3 separate regions of the Mus musculus genome follow, and regions 2 and 3 are each linked to region 1. A link is a contact called in public Hi-C data. All regions are on one chromosome and are shown on one strand. The core of a region is the stretch at or near the end of the contact, and the rest is flanking DNA. Distances in the headings are between cores, read along the strand shown. Region 1 overlaps Fbxl17 (F-box and leucine-rich repeat protein 17). Region 2 has its middle 24 kb from the start of Gm34179. Region 3 holds the start of 4930405O22Rik (RIKEN cDNA 4930405O22 gene).

Region 1 (5,095 bases), core at 1,031-3,530:
AGTGAACATGCTTTCAGGGTTTTACTTAAGAACACTAACACTCTGGTACTTAAGAACTAGCAATGTAAGGCGGTAAAGCAAAGAAAAAGAAAAAGAAAAATTACCCCATTAAAGAAAAATAGTGTTGCAAGATGTAAGCATTCGAGCTAGGGAAAGGGTCACTTTTCCCTTGTTCAGCCAAAAAGGTACGTGGAACCGATACCCACGACTAGGAAACGCCAGCAGCAGCCTGTCCAATAGGTGCACAAGACCTCCTTCTACAGAAAAGACATAACAGGGAAGTGGAGGCTGTGTCTCCATAGCAACCTGGGGGGGGGCTGGGGCGAGCCAGGGAGCAGCATGCCACCTGCTAATCAATTAAGAGAACTGTTTGTAAGCTGAAGAAATTCCCAGAGAATCTGAGCAGAGCTGTAGGGTCAGAGAGACAAAAAGCCCGAATTGGAAATCTCTTTCCAATTTAGAGTGTTCATGCTGGCAACACCTATGCAGAAAATACTGCTGTGGTATGCACTGGTCACTTGGCTCTATTTCTTATGGTAAGTCTTTTTTAATGTGATCGCTATGACAGCCATTTATTTAAGTTGCAATGGTAGTTTTCCTCTTCATGTGTGTCCACTTGCAAGACTGGGTAAATTTGGAAGTGAACTTATCTTTCAAACGTTGTACTTTATGCTCTCTCACTGAGGCACTGTTGAACATCAATGTTGATATGTCCGCCTATGCTCTGAAATTTGTTAAATTCTTAGTAGCTCAGAACCTCTGAGTGTTACCTCTCCCTGTGGATACTTCTGTCCTGAGAAGAGATTACCTAACTTGCTGAGTGAGGTCAAAGAGGCTTGTGATTCATTCAGTGTACTAGTTGGTGTTTCTAAACTCTTCCCAGGGGTGAGACCCTCTGAAGCATGCTACCTATCTTTGGCTTCTGGGTACAACCTCCCCTGCACCCATTATGCCCTCTCCCTTGGCAGATACCTTTGTCTTACTTCTCTTGAAGGTATTGGTGGTGGTGGCGCTACACAATGATTCCTATGCAGGTGGACAAGAGATACGCTAAGCAGCCACCATTTTTACAGACCTGCTTATTCCACTTCCTGAGAACACGTTCAAGGAACCAGACATCAGAGCCCCTATTGCTGTTTTATTCTGCCCCTTGACATATACTGCACTAGCAAATCCCATGTGTAAACATGAGGCTGGGTGGCAGGACTATTTACAATGGTAAACTCTTTGTGTTATAAGGTAGAACAGAAACAAGATCACCAGCTTCACACACTCCAAGCATGCTTTTGGCACTGTCTTAACCAGTCAACGGAAGTTTCTCCATATAAAGAAAATCCAGAGGATGAAAATGAAACCATTTAATCACTGAAAGTAACTATGGATTAGCAAAGGATGACGAAAAAAAACTGTTCAATGTTAGCATGGGAAAAATGTTTCTTAAATTAATAAAAAGCCAGCAGAAAGCCAGGATGACAAGTCCTATTATTAAGGAAAAAAATCTATAAGCTCACATATAAACAGAGTAGGGTATCAGTTATTTTTGAGACAAAAAGATTCTGGAATGTACGTGAAACACCCAATAGTCATCTAAGCATAAAGAAGCTAAGAAGCTGAGTCACCGATTGGAGGATAAGGGATGCAAATCAGCCCAGTCTTATTCAATCTATTATGTGCAGCAATTCTCCAAGGGTGGAATAAAGGACTCTGAAGCCAGTGGTACACTGTGATTTTTGTCCTCTGGGAAACTCCACTTAACAGCTCTGAATATCATTAAAAGCCTGTGAGACTCTCATTCAAGGGCTGCTGCTATAGGCAGCCCGGGGAGCTTTTAAAATGCACATGCAGAGAAAGACAGACCAGACTGCAGACTAGTTACAATAGGCAACCAGCGGCCAAATGCTCACATCCTAACCTCCAGCCGCACTTACTGTGTGTCCCATCTAACCATGAGGTGGGCTTTCATCATTCCACCATAACACTTCGTGAAGGCAGAAAGTGTGCTTTCTATCTTGTGGGTTTTGTGTATCTCTTGGCCTGTGGCAGGCGTACAATACAAGCTGAAATGATTTACGTATTTGCCCCCATCAACAGAACCCTACACACCTCTTACTGGCAATACTGAGATTACAGGGGTCACTGGCAGCACTCTGCCTAATGGTGTGCTGACTGACAGAGTAGAAAATCCAATCAAGAAGGCCGGCGTGACCTTTGGGTTGGTGGACAGAGTGAGCACTCACTGTATCAACAAGGTCAAGATCAAAGTGACGGGTGTCCAACCTCCTACTACATGGCCAGAGACCTGAACTCCCCACTCTGTTACCTGCTCGATTTCATCAGCATCACAGGTGAGCCAGGCTTCGGATGCTGGCAAACAAAGAGCCTCACAAACAGCAGTATCCTAGAATGAGGCATGTTTCCCAGGCTGAAGAAATGCACTAGACGGCAGGCTTCTTGTGGATTATGCAAGCCTGCCGATTAGACATGAAAACAACTGCTTTATGGTGAGCTGAAATGAGATTAACATAAGCCGGATGAGTGTTGGGAATGCTGTAAAGAACCCGGTGAAGGGCCATTCAAAAATGATACAGCCAAGCTGCTTTAAAAAAAAAAAAAAAAAAGAGCTCTTGCAAAACAGAGAAGCTGACATCAGCCTGCTTATCAGCAATCAAGAGACAGGGCAGCTCACGCTGAGAAAACCTATGTGGGGAACATGATTCTAGGCACCAAAGACTAGTTTCTGTGATCCCAGAGTGGAAGGGTCATTTGTCACGTTTCTGCCCTTCAGTCACATCGTTGGTACAAATGGTTGTGAGAGTCAGTACATAAGTGATAAGGATAAAAATGAATACACTGTAGATACACATTGAAGTGGTTTTTTTTCCTTTAAAAATAACTCACTTTTAGCCACTCTAAGAGCTCTGTTAATTGCTAAGAGAGACAGACAGTCCGTAGGTGACTAAGGCACTGCAATTTACATCTGCTTAGTGGTGATGTATTAGTCAGCTCTCCAGAGGGCTTCTAACGCAGCTTCCTCCATATGGTACACATATGTTATATTACCCAAACATATCTTCTCAAAAATGGCCATATGCATCTCTTCCTTCATACCTAGAGAATGACAGCCTTCCTTTATTCTTTGTTTGCTGTCTTTCTGTGATGTGTAAATATTTAAGGAAGTAATCATTTTTTTAGATCATTTGAATATAATCCCAGTTATATGCAACATTTTCCTTCTTGGAACAAGAAACTTCTTTTAGATATTAAACGTGCCGAGCCCCAAATTCAAGATAGCATTGTTATACACAATCTGATCAAAGAGAATTGAACATGAGTTTTAGTTCATCACACAAAGCTAAGTTCATAGATATGCTCTAGAAGTAGAGTTGCCCCAATTATGAACGAGTCAGGGACAACCATTATTGGTAATCACTATTATCTATGATATTAACGTCTTGTGGTGGCTACTGGCTACAAGATACTAGAGGACAGAGCCTGCTTCTTCACCGCTCCCCCCCACCCCCCCATTTCAGTAGCATGAGAAAACAAAGCTAGGTCTCTTATGTGCTGTGCTAGGCCAGCAGGCAAGCCCTCTGTCACTGAGTACATTCCCGATCCATCAGGATGTATTTGCCCTATGAGTAAGAGGTTGACAAGGCTGTGGTCACTTGTTTCCAGCTGGAGTTCCGTACCAGTGTCAGTCATTGCAACAGTGGCTCTGACATCGGGATCTGACAGTCTAGTGCTTTCAGTGTCGGCGAGTGAGAGAGTGAGCTACCTGAGTCTTGGTCTCCATCCTCTTAGCTACTGCTTCTTTCCCTTTTAACTTGCAGAACCTCAGCTGAGGCAGATCAGGATCAAGAACCATAAAACCTGGCTTCCATGAACTCCTGCCTTTTGATGGATGTCTTTAAATATTGGCATATACACCTTTTTATCATCGCTTTGCAGCAGGGCGCCGAGAGTTTCTCTCTACCCTTTTCAGATTCTCATCATGTCTTGTAAAGTAATGGGGGAGGGGGTTACCATATTAGAGGGTGTCTCCATTTCTCATATTTTCTATTTTTAAATTAGCAAAATTATATAGAACAATTCCATTCACACACACACACACTCACTTTTCCACTCCCTTGAGCAGCACAGCCTTCAAAAGCAGAATAGTCTCCGTCTACCAATTTGCAGGTACACATGTTCAAGGCCAGTAAGACCCTGAAAGAGGAGGAGGATCAACCCATCCTGACCAAACACACACATTCTGCTGACTGATTCTGATCTGCCCTGCCCCCTCTCTCTGTCCCAGAAAACACCTATAGTTCTGCCCGGGGAGAGTTAAAAATGATGTGGTAACAGGCTCTGCCTGGGCAGCTGTTCTTCCTGAGGACCCTTTGGTTCCCAGTCCTGGCATCAGGCAGCTACAACCAGCTCGCTCCAGCTTCGGGTGGATCCAAACCCTCTAACTCAGAAGCGCCTGCACCACATGCAGAACGCCCCACTAGGGTGCATGCATGTTTTAGGACATGTCTTTAGAAGGTGGCTGGATACAAGGCAGTATCATAAACTTTAAGGAAAAGCACACGAGCCTTTCTGAGAAGGACTTGAAGTATTCTGCCAGTGAGCTGGTCTGTCCTCTGTGGATGCAGGGTTCTAAAGTGGAGATGCACACAGCCAGATTTGTATTTTAAGACACAAGGGTTGTCAAACTTGGTTGCACATTAGAATCACCCGGAGCTTTTGAAGCTATATGGAGAACTTGACCCCATCCCCAGAGAATCTAACTCACTTAAGCTAAGGGAAGGCTTGGGCATACCTGCATTTACAAGCAACCTGGTGACTCAGACAAGCAACCTAGGCCAAGCACTAACCAAGTCTTCTGGTGCGCACCACTCTGTCCACCCCCATGTGTACAGTCCACAACTGCTTTGGTACTATAGTGGTGGCCCTCCAGGTAGTTCTGCTAATTCTGTTATTGCCAAGATGGGCCCGACTGAATACACCTTACCTCACTGTTTTCATATGCTAAACTTTGGGAGTTCTGTTTGGTGGTGAGGACTAAGTGTCTGCTAATCTCAGCCTTTCTGATCACACTGAATCAACCCTG
Region 2 (5,095 bases), core at 1,042-3,541, 180 kb before region 1:
AAATAGGAGGTGTTTACTAGTCTTGCAAGATTTTCTTTATGAGAAATCCTCAGTGTTAAGAGCACTGACTGCTCTTCCAGGGGTTCTGAGTTCAATTCCCAGCAACCACATGGTGGCTCACAACCATCTGTAATGGGATCTGATGCCCTCTTCTGGTGTGTCTGGAGACAGCAGCAGTGACAGTGTACTCATATATATAAAATAAATAAATCTTAAAAAAAAAAAAAAGCATAGCATATAGTCTCTCTGACCTTGAGTCAAATATCGCAGTGCCGTAAAGGTTGTACATCTCTCTAGCCCTACTCTATGCTTTCAGAACACTCGTTTTTCTGTTCTCATTGAACTAAAACCAAGTCAAACCCTTGACCCAAGAAACTGCTGCCCAATCACTTGCTCACACGTTATCCATGACCTAACGTCAATCAAGTCTACAGGGCGGGAGCTCTGCCCACAGACTGAGGACATTTCCTTTCCAGAGATAACTCCCATGATGCAGCAGCTATGGCATGCTGAAAACTCAGCCTCCAACAGTTAACTTATTAGGGTAGGTAAGTTAGCATGGTTCTTTTGTTGCAGTTACTCCCCTCCATTAATTTATTGATTCATTCACTTTCCATCTAGATTGCTGCCCCCACTTCCGGTCCCCCTGTCATATTGTTGGGAGACTGAGCTTCACATCTGCTACGTATGTGCTGGGGGGTCAAGCACAATTCTTACCTGTGACACAGTCAAGACCCACCATTTAATTTGTGTTTACACATCTCAGTGTATGTATTCAAAATTTGTAGAAGTTGATGCTATTTAAAAAAAAAAATCAAAAAACAAACAAACAAAGAAACCAACTCCGTGGCAGCTTTAGTAAAATTAAAATGCCTAAGAGCAGCCCTGCCCATAAAAACCTTCCTCTGCATATCTGACTTCTGAAAACGCACGTTCTCTTTGTAGTTCTCAAGCAAGTTGCCTTGAGCTGCGATCCAGAGTGAAGGTCAAATGAGAGAGGAAATCTTAAATAAATCAGATACTTTTCATTTACACCAAGAATTTTCTATCACACTCGTCTCTGCCAAAAAAAAAAAAAAAACCCAGCCTATCTTTACCGTTTACTTTCTACTGGAGTCAAAATTAGAGTTTGCAAATTGTAAATATAGGTGGGAAAGATAATTTAGAACACTGTTTTATCATCGTCGACCCGACAGTTTTCATAACCGAGTCCCACATATTTTGAGAATGCCATTATTGCCTCGCAGTGTTTATAGAGCAGAGTAGAGCAAGCCCGCCTCCACCAAAGGGCAGAAAAGAAACTGAGTGACCCAGAGGAGGACACAGTGTGACCTGTTTATGATTAAACCCTGAGAAGGATAAATTGAGTTAGGCTGGCTGCCTGAGTGGGAGGGAAGTCAGCTGCACACCGCCAGCCAGGTCCCATTTCCCGCGCCTTTTTCCTTTCCCTGCCTACCCTGATGGTGCCAAGGTTGATGGCTGCTCCTCTCCATCAGGGCCCAAATGCTTTCTTCAGTTGCAGTCATTCAATTCGGGAGAAGGCAAGAATCTTGTTTGGGGATGGCAAGATGCGCTTTGGTGTTATTCCTTTGTGCGCAGGGATGGGGGGGGGGGGCGGGGAAATAAAAAGCAAGAGGAGTTTACTCTGGATTTCAACATCTGTCAATATCTAACTGCAGACATCTCAGCAGCTGAAGCCAATCAGCGTCTGGAAAGTGCTAAGCAACCGTACCAAGTGCTCCCAACTAACATTACCTCCGAATGTGCATGACCAGGCATATTTCAGTCCGCGCTGCCAGGCAGTGTTAGTAATGCGAGCAATATGCAGCTCACTTTACTTGCTGACTGGCTTAAAAAGAGAAAATTAAATACATTTCTCATAAGGATATTTTGTGGAATTTTTCCACATCATTAAATAAAATGTAGCCCTGGTTTAAAGGCATTTCCTGAGAGAAAACATTTCTTAACCTAAACTAACCGAACTGTGGGAAGCAGTCTGCCTGTGTGTACACCATAATATTTTTTTTCTGATTACATGTAATGGGTCTCCTATCATCCTGCAGGCTTACCCATATCATTGAATTGTTTCATAGCCATCCAAAAAAATTGACTGCAAACTTTTTTAAAGCGGTTCTCCGGGAAATGGGTGCTTATTCAATTTTCTCCTCAGAGTTACAAAAGAGCAGATGGTATTGGAGATGACATTTCTAAAATAATTAAGAAAAATAACGACGGGCTTTCTTTGGCTAGGTGCATGCGTTCTTCGCCACTTCAACGTAACAAGCTGTAACAGTATTGCCTCAGTACTCACCTAAGGAGGATAAGCTCAAATGCGCCCCTCAGGAAGTGGAAAGGACTGTTACAGAAGCAAATAGAAAATATTTTCTCTTTGACCAAGCTGCAATTGAAGCCAGGGCCCTGTGAACTGGGCAAACACCCTGCTATGACCTACATACGCCCCAGTCCCCAAATACTTTGCTATACTCCGTTGGAATGTGTATTTTTCCCCTACTTCCCACGGAAGCCATGTGCATCCAGATTGAAGCCATTCCGGGTTGAGTTTTTTGCAATACCCCTTTAATTACTTTAGATCCCCCGTGAGCTGAGTTATTACCACTAACTTCCTAAGTTTGTGGTCCCTGCCTAGGGAGAAAGGTGCTTGCTGTACAAGGCTTAGCTATCTTTTTTTTGTTTTCCATTGGAATAGCCACTTGAGATACTCTGATTTTTTTTCTTTTAATAGATTTTCTTGGCCTTTTTGTCTAAGTCAGAAGTTTTCTATTAAAAAGAAAGAAAAATTATCCTCCCAAGAAGGTAGCACATATTTTCTGTCTAATCCCCAGGAGCCTTCTAGCCAATTTGAAAGTCAACATCAGACAGAGTTGTGAAGCTTTTTTGTTTTGTTTCAATCTCAACTCTCACAGTTGCTTAAATTGAATCAAGAAGCAAGACTCTCCGACTAAGTGGCAGACAACAACAACAAAAGGCAGCCATCTTTTTATAAGGATGTGTCGGCTGAGTTCACCCTGAGAGGGAAACAAAGGCAAGGTAATGCCCCCCCCCCTCGCCCCCAGAGGTCACAGCTACACAACCATCCACAAAACCACGCATAGGAAGAGAATGAGCTGCCCGCCCACAGCATAAGCCCTGCTATTGTAATGCAGCTTAGCGATTTCAGTGCTGGGATTTTTGACCCAGATGCCCTCAGAAATAAAAACAAACTCAGGTCCAAGAAGCTTAGGGATTCTCATCCCACATATGCACGTATGTACACGCAGTCACCCGCGCCCGGTAGATGTGCCGTCTGGACAAGGGTGCTGTGTCTAATAAGAAACACAGAACAATGTTCTCTTCAGGGTACTGGATCAAATTCCCAGTCTCCTAACTAGGTTAGGACTCTGTCCCAGCTCTGGGCATTGCCTTGTGGCACAGAATAACCTCTCACTCCACTGCTATTCCCTGTAAAAATAAAACCTTCAAGAAGAAAGAATGTCCTATTGTTGGAGCAGAATTATTCCTCCAACTTCTCAAAGAGGAGGTATTTTCAGCATCTGGGAAGAGATTGTGTCCGGAGGGGCTTCTTAGTTTTACAGCTGGGTCCACTCAAACCAGTCCAACAAGCCAGTATTACATAGAGGAGCCCAGCCAAACACAGGCACTTCAATCATGCTCAATCCACTCGGGTTCTGGTAAATGAAATAAAACCCCAAAGCTTGGCTTTTTATTTTTCTTAGGGCAAAGTCCATTTAGAATGGATATAATCGCTCGCTATGGTTACATATGCCACATTTATTTTTAAATAGCTCCATATCCCAAGGGCTCCCGATTTTCATCTACACGGCAGGTAGGAAGACGGCAGGAAAAATAAGTTTTCAACACAGTCTCCATTTTATCTGGTACAAAAAACACAGGTAGAGATATTCGCTCAGGTTGGTAAGGCCGGAGCAAGTTGGCAATTGAGCCTTGTGTTTATATCCTGGAAAAAGTGCCCAGCTGTGGGGATGGGTAGCTAAAATACCCTACAATCTGCTGGCTACGCTGGGCATCGTGGCACAGGGTTTTCAACTGCAGGGTGAGAGGCCTCCCTGTTGTGGGTAAACGGTTGCCACTCCAACCCTGCTAGGGATGACTCAGGTGACAGACTTCAAGAGCGTAGCTAAGTTGCAGGGAAATGTTGGGGTGAGGCATGCTTGCCTAGTAAACGGTGACTTGTGTTTTCTGTATTTCACCTGCCCTTACCCAGTGCTTTTCCTCCTCTCAGTTCCCAGACCCCAGATCTTACTCATCCTTGAACCCTAAATGGACTCTGAGCCTCTCTAGTTAAAGTAGCCTGTTGACCAAGCTGGCTGGTTGTAGATCATTAGGCCTAAGTGGGGGTTAACAGACTGGGAGTCAGGTACCTTGTTTTACCTCATTACTTATGATTATCAATGGAGAGATTCTGTGGTAACAAGAGCTTGCTTTGTACCCTGGCTGCAATCAGCCAAAGGTGAGAGGCTGTTTTCCTTAATGACCCGGGGTTAGGTCTTGGTATTTGCTGCGCCTTACCCCTCTTGAGGAATTACCTTCCTCCAAGCACTGAGTTGAACTAACTAGGAGTCAGTGGAATGCATGAGCCAGGAATCCCCCTTCCACGCCATGAGTGAACCCATTGCTCACTGCAGCGCCAGCCCTTCTTATCACCTGTGCTAGATGGTTTCATGAGTGACCCACACGCTCAATGCCACCATCCAGATTATTCCACCGGAAACAAGACTGGGGTAGTCAGTCTTCCCAGCCAGGAAGCGCTCTTCCTTGAAGAAGAAAAGCAAACACTTTGCAGGCTTCAGGAAACTATCACAGGCAACAAATTCCTTATGACATGTCGCAGCTGATCCTAGCACATGGGCAAGAGAGAGTACAAGTGGAGAAGGCTCTTGAGCTGAAAGAAGGAAAAACATAAACACATCTAGAGAATTGTGTTTACAAAAGCATGACAGAAAAGAGGCCATCAATGAGAGCTCCAAGCAGATAATCTTAGGTCAGTGTAAATACAAGGTTTACTAACTCCAATTCAATTTTCTGCACATATACATAAGGGCAGAGTCAGTCCCTG
Region 3 (5,095 bases), core at 1,418-3,917, 170 kb after region 1:
CTAATTGAGTATCATTTTCTTTTATAATCAAAGTATGTTCCCATTTAGCTTCAATCACTTGTAGCTTTAATTTTAATATTTTCTATACAGCAAAAATGAGTCAAAAGACTTCAGGAATAGTCCCGAATAACATTATTTATTTAAATCTGTCTCTACTGAGATGAAAATTACTGAGTAAAAATATGTCATAACCCCTGAGAATACAGCAAACAGCACCCCTGAAGTAGTAATTCATTACCATGATAGATTGCTAAGGCTTTCCTAAGCCCAGAATGCAACAAAGGTTTTCCAAACAAGTGAAATAGTGACTGACTAGAAAATTATACTCTTTTAAATACAAAATAACCTTGTTACAGTTTTTGTATAAGGTTTTTTAAGAACGTGTTGCCCCTCTCTTTATCCATATTTCCCCGATAACCTAAGAAAGTGATCAAAAGCACAGTCAATACAAATTCTGTTAAGGTCACATAAAAAGCCCACTCTCGTGGTGGCTTCCTAAAATAACAGTACTACAGGAGAGACTTCTGCTTAGAAGGAAGTATAATTATACCTAAACTGTTGATTTCTCATGTTTGCTTTAAGGCTTTGTCCTTTATTTTATATAAACACATGATAAATGGAGCTTGCTTTTGACTTATGGTTTTATTATGGCTAAGAAAAAAAATACTGAAAAGGATTTGGGGTAAGTCAAAACTGGGATTTTTATTTTAGAAATGTATGAAAAAATTAAAAAGCTATCATAGGCACACATAAAATGCATTCTAACCTCAGAATTACAAGCATTAAAATGATCAAAACAAACAACAACAAAATCCCATGTCTTCCTACTTTAGGAGTTTACTAAGAGCAGAATTTAAAAAAAAACAAAATCCTTAATATTTGCATGAGATCCTACAATTTGTGGAGATTTCTTAAAACTACAATCGAATGACTATCAAGCCTCTGGTGACATGCCAAGAGCTAAGTGCATACAGATTCAATTTAAATGGAAAAAAAAAAAAAAAAAACCTGTGAAAGATTTAAACCAAGTAATAATATGTCAGTGAGTGAATGCATACACTCACACACAGATGAACACAAACCCATATAGGCAAGTATGAACACTCATACTGTACACGTACACACACACACACACACACACACACACACACACACACACACACACACACACGAGGGATGGTGTCGAGTTCACTCATAGACATTTTCTGTTTGTCAAGCCAGTAAAGAACATCCCTCCATGGCCTCTGCATCAGCTCCTGCTTCCTGACCTGCTCCAGTTCCAGTCCTGACTTCCTTTAGTGATTAACAGCAATGTGGAAATGTAAGCTGAATAAACCCTTTCCTCCCCAACTTGCTTCTTGGTCATGATGTTTGTGCAGGAATAGAAACCCTAACTAAGACAGTCATGTAAGAGGTAAATCAACTGTGGTGGGAGATCTATTCCAAAGTGTAGCTGCCAATATGTCAGCCCATAAGAACCACCAGTGTGCAGCCCCTCAGGCTTGTCCTTATTGGGGTGTGACTCCAGTGGTGTACCTGCCTATGAGCTGACTGGAGGACTCTGGAGTGTGCAGCTTGGCAGTGACTTGCCCGTGTTTCTTTAAACGATCTTCCACTCACCAAGCAAGCCTTGGACAGGAACCCTGACTTTGGTCCGTCAGCACCTTCCCCATCTGGTGTAAATACAAGTTGATGGGAATAGGCAGGGAGAAATGCTAACATTCATCTAATACCCAAGAAGCTATTTTTGATATTCAATAATACCATCTTATCTTTTAAACTACGGGTAATAAAAGCTAAAAGCCAGAGTGATCACAAGTCTACTACTTATAGTCTTGTGAACTGACTGCAACCTGAATTTTCTACAGACCAAATACAAGGTTAATCAAGGAAAGTCTTGAAATGTCTTTTCATTTTTAAGGGAAGATCTTTTTTTTTTTTTTTTCAGTGTAATCTATCCCCAAAACACTCAGCTTTATTCTATGGATACTGGTTATGTGTGTGTGCCGTATCGCAGCTGAGGGCAACCTAGGGCTGGAGTTTTTACAGTGATGGGTGCTGAGGATCAACTGGTGCTTTCTTTTGCAAAGTTGGAAGAGCCTCCTCCTTGCTCTTTGCCTCCACGTGGGAACCTGCTACTTATCTCTTCAGACACAGGACCCACAAGCCGTGTGCTTTACAAACGGGCGCGATCACCTGCCGGTACCCACGCCTGAGAGGAGGGTGGCATGGCACCAGAGAGAAAGCTGCCATACACGATAAGTGCACACTGATGAGATTACCTAATTATTGCAGAGCTTATCACTGCCCAGCAAGGATCTGCTCCAGAAAATGCACTGCTCTTACAAAGCCTGCACCGCACACCAAAGTCCTGATGTACATTTAGAAGACAAAGTTTCCAGGCAGACATTTCAGTAACGTGCTTTGTCCTCACAATAAACGCTTCAGTATGTCCACATATACTTTTATTTCGGACATAGGGAATTCAAATACAGTGGTAAAGTAGAAAACCACATTTAACTCTGGTCCAGAGAGAATTGGAGGAGATAAGTTGAAATTACCCGTGTCTAAACTCCTGATGATCCAGATCAGAACCCATACATTATTAGAACTAATTATGGTGGTGTCCTTCCTTGTTCAGCTCACATTTGGGACATCAAGCTGGTGAGACTTTCTGAATGTGGCTTCTGCTGTTACTAGGAGATTACTATGCAGTCTATGACATCACCAAGCAGTCTCACAGCAAACCCCTGATCCTCTGGCTCCTACTCTTTCTACTCTCCTCTTCTGTAAGAGGTGATTGCAGAAAGCAGTGAATGAGAAAGATGGTCTGCCCAGAGAAGAGCGCACCAACTGGGTGTCCGGTTTCAAATAATCAGCCCTGAAAACAGACAGTGAAGGAACACTGTACAGACCAAACAGCTAACATTTAGGAATGTATGTGTGGGCAATAAAAAAACTGGTGAAAGCAGAGACCCCTGTGGAGTGAAGTACTTGGGAGGGTTTGCGGGGGAGGAAAGAAAAGATAGAAATGTAATTGTACTATAATCAGAAAAATAAACTATTTGTGGGTTTGGGGAGATGGCTTGGTGAATAACATGCTTGTTGTGCAGAATGAACACCTGCACTGGGATCCCCACAACCCACATTAAAAAACTGATCATGGCCACACATACACACATACACACATACACAATAACCTCAAAAGTGTGGCTGTGTGCGCTCACTGTAAGTTCAGTGATGAGGCCAGCTCGTCTTAATTACAATTCCTACTGACGTGATGAAGCACCGTGACCAAAGCAACTCCAAAAGGAAAGGATTTATTTGGCTTACATATCCCCAGTCACAGTCCATTGATAGAAGCCAAGGCAAAACTCAAACTGGGCAGGAACCTGGAGGCAGGAGCTGATGCAGAGGCCATGGGGAATGCTGCTTACTGGGTTGCTTCCCCTGGCTTGCTCAGCCTGCTTTCTTATAGAATCCAGGGATGGTACCACCCACAATTGGCTCAGCACTGCCACATCAATCACTAATTAAGAAAATGCCCTGTAATCATGCCTACAGCCTGAACTTATGAAGGTATTTACTCAATTAAAGTTCTCTTCCCTCAGATGACTCTAGCTTGTGTCAAGTTGACATAAAACTATCGACTATAGCACCCAAAGTCCTCCTCTGTACTTTATAGTGATACACAGAGATGTGTTGTCCTACCCCCACACAGGCACATGGGTGTGCACACCTACCCACATACAGCACAAAATCTGACTGCTTGATTTTTTGTTTTTGTTTTTGTTTTTTAATTTTAAGGTAATCGTATTTTTTTCCTAGAATATTTCTGCTGCTTTTATGCAATTCCTCAAAACAGCTTCCTGAATGTTGACATTTATAAGTGCAACTCAAAAGGACAGGTCTGGTGGCACAATGAGATGCCACTCAGTAATTTTTCTGAAGTTTGCTAAATGAGGGAGGGCATCAAGCAGACAAGGGTTTAGGGAGGTCAGATGGGAAGGATGTGTCTCCCCCAAAAACTGTGCAACTGGCCGTCTTGCCAAGGTCTGGCTCGTCCCTTGCTGACTTTAATGTGAGTACAGGTACATACTGCCTGCAGAACCTAAAGACCTGTTTTACATATAGATGGGTGTGGCTTATTCCATGAGAAATTTAGAGAACATGCTCAAAAATTGAGATTAAACCCAAAATATTAAAATCTGCATATATGAAACTTTTAAAAATCAATGTGACACAAAGAAAATGTACTTAGCAATATTCCACTTAGAAAATGCTATCCATGGTTATACAACCAGATATACAAACATGAAGAAAATGCAAAAATGGCATGACTTCTCAGTCTCAATATAAGGCAAAAAGCACCAACTGCCAGGGGAAACTAACTGCCACATCCCGTTAGGGGATCAAACTATAATTGGGTAATAAAAAAAAAAAAAAGAGCTAAAAGAGGGGCCTTGGGTGACTGGGACTTCAGTACAAAAGTTTATTTTATCATCACATGCCCCAAGTGTCCTGTCTTCTACTCAGGTAAAGTGACTGGTGCAGTGTGAGGAATGCTAAGCTCCTCCTATTTCTACCTCACTGTTAAGAACTTGTGGGCAGCTCCATGCTGAAGAAATAAGACACTCACCTGACTGTAGCTACTGACTGCTAAAGTTGTTTAACAGCCACAGTGTGCTCTGGTTAAAACCTAACCGTACGCTCTTACTCTCTGGCCTCTCTTGCCTCCTCTTGCCCTGCCCCCTCCCCATTCTCTTCCCCTTATTTTTCTTTATGTTCATAATAAGCCACTTTAGATCTACTTTAGATTATTTGGTAATAATTGGCATCAGACAAGAGGATACAATCAAAAGAAAATTGATGACTAGAACTCATTGCTGTGCCCGATGGAACTCGAGAGTGTTCAGAAAGAACAAAGACAAACTGCTGTGATACCTGTGATGTGTGCATGGTATAAAAATGGCCGAAGTAATGGACACAATGAGAACATCAAGTTGACCATCCCAAAGGGAAAACTGGTCAATGTGAGGTTCCATGAAGCGGGCCACACGAAGAAACCGAGGGAAGAACTGCCTCAGATGTGTTG

What was found. A called contact is a pair of places that touch in the nucleus more often than the background predicts.
Region 2: a contact with region 1 is called in a Hi-C map of the N1E-115 cell line, with 5 times the contacts expected there. The contact joins two enhancer-like sites. A contact is called at or near these places in 1 of 15 datasets of contacts at CTCF or cohesin (the NIH/3T3 cell line) and 2 of 484 Hi-C or Micro-C datasets (the N1E-115 cell line and nephron progenitors).
Region 3: a contact with region 1 is called in a Hi-C map of the N1E-115 cell line, with 4 times the contacts expected there. The contact joins the promoter of 4930405O22Rik here to the enhancer-like site in region 1. A contact is called at or near these places in 1 of 15 datasets of contacts at CTCF or cohesin (the NIH/3T3 cell line), 1 of 484 Hi-C or Micro-C datasets (the N1E-115 cell line) and 1 of 115 datasets of contacts at active chromatin or transcription factors (embryonic fibroblasts).

What each region holds. Positions count from the first base shown.
Region 1 is chr17:63,143,706-63,148,800 of GRCm38.p6, forward strand. The region is part of intron 7 of Fbxl17 (F-box and leucine-rich repeat protein 17); the gene reads right to left. Among named protein-coding and RNA genes, the nearest start is that of Gm34324, 110 kb to the left of the region's middle. Within about 2 kb of position 2,281, at least 68 of the 459 cell types and tissues checked have an H3K27ac peak or open chromatin away from gene starts, as enhancers often do. A contact at or near this core is called in the N1E-115 cell line and the NIH/3T3 cell line, where this site is marked.
Region 2 is chr17:62,960,425-62,965,519 of GRCm38.p6, forward strand. No RefSeq gene overlaps it. Among named protein-coding and RNA genes, the nearest start is that of Gm34179, 24 kb to the left of the region's middle. Within about 2 kb of position 2,292, at least 23 of the 459 cell types and tissues checked have an H3K27ac peak or open chromatin away from gene starts, as enhancers often do. A contact at or near this core is called in the N1E-115 cell line, where this site is marked.
Region 3 is chr17:63,310,306-63,315,400 of GRCm38.p6, forward strand. 4930405O22Rik (RIKEN cDNA 4930405O22 gene) reads right to left here and starts at 2,668. Exons shown (of 4, transcript NR_130176.1): 1 at 2,562-2,668. All of the region lies in intron 6 of Fbxl17 (F-box and leucine-rich repeat protein 17), which reads right to left.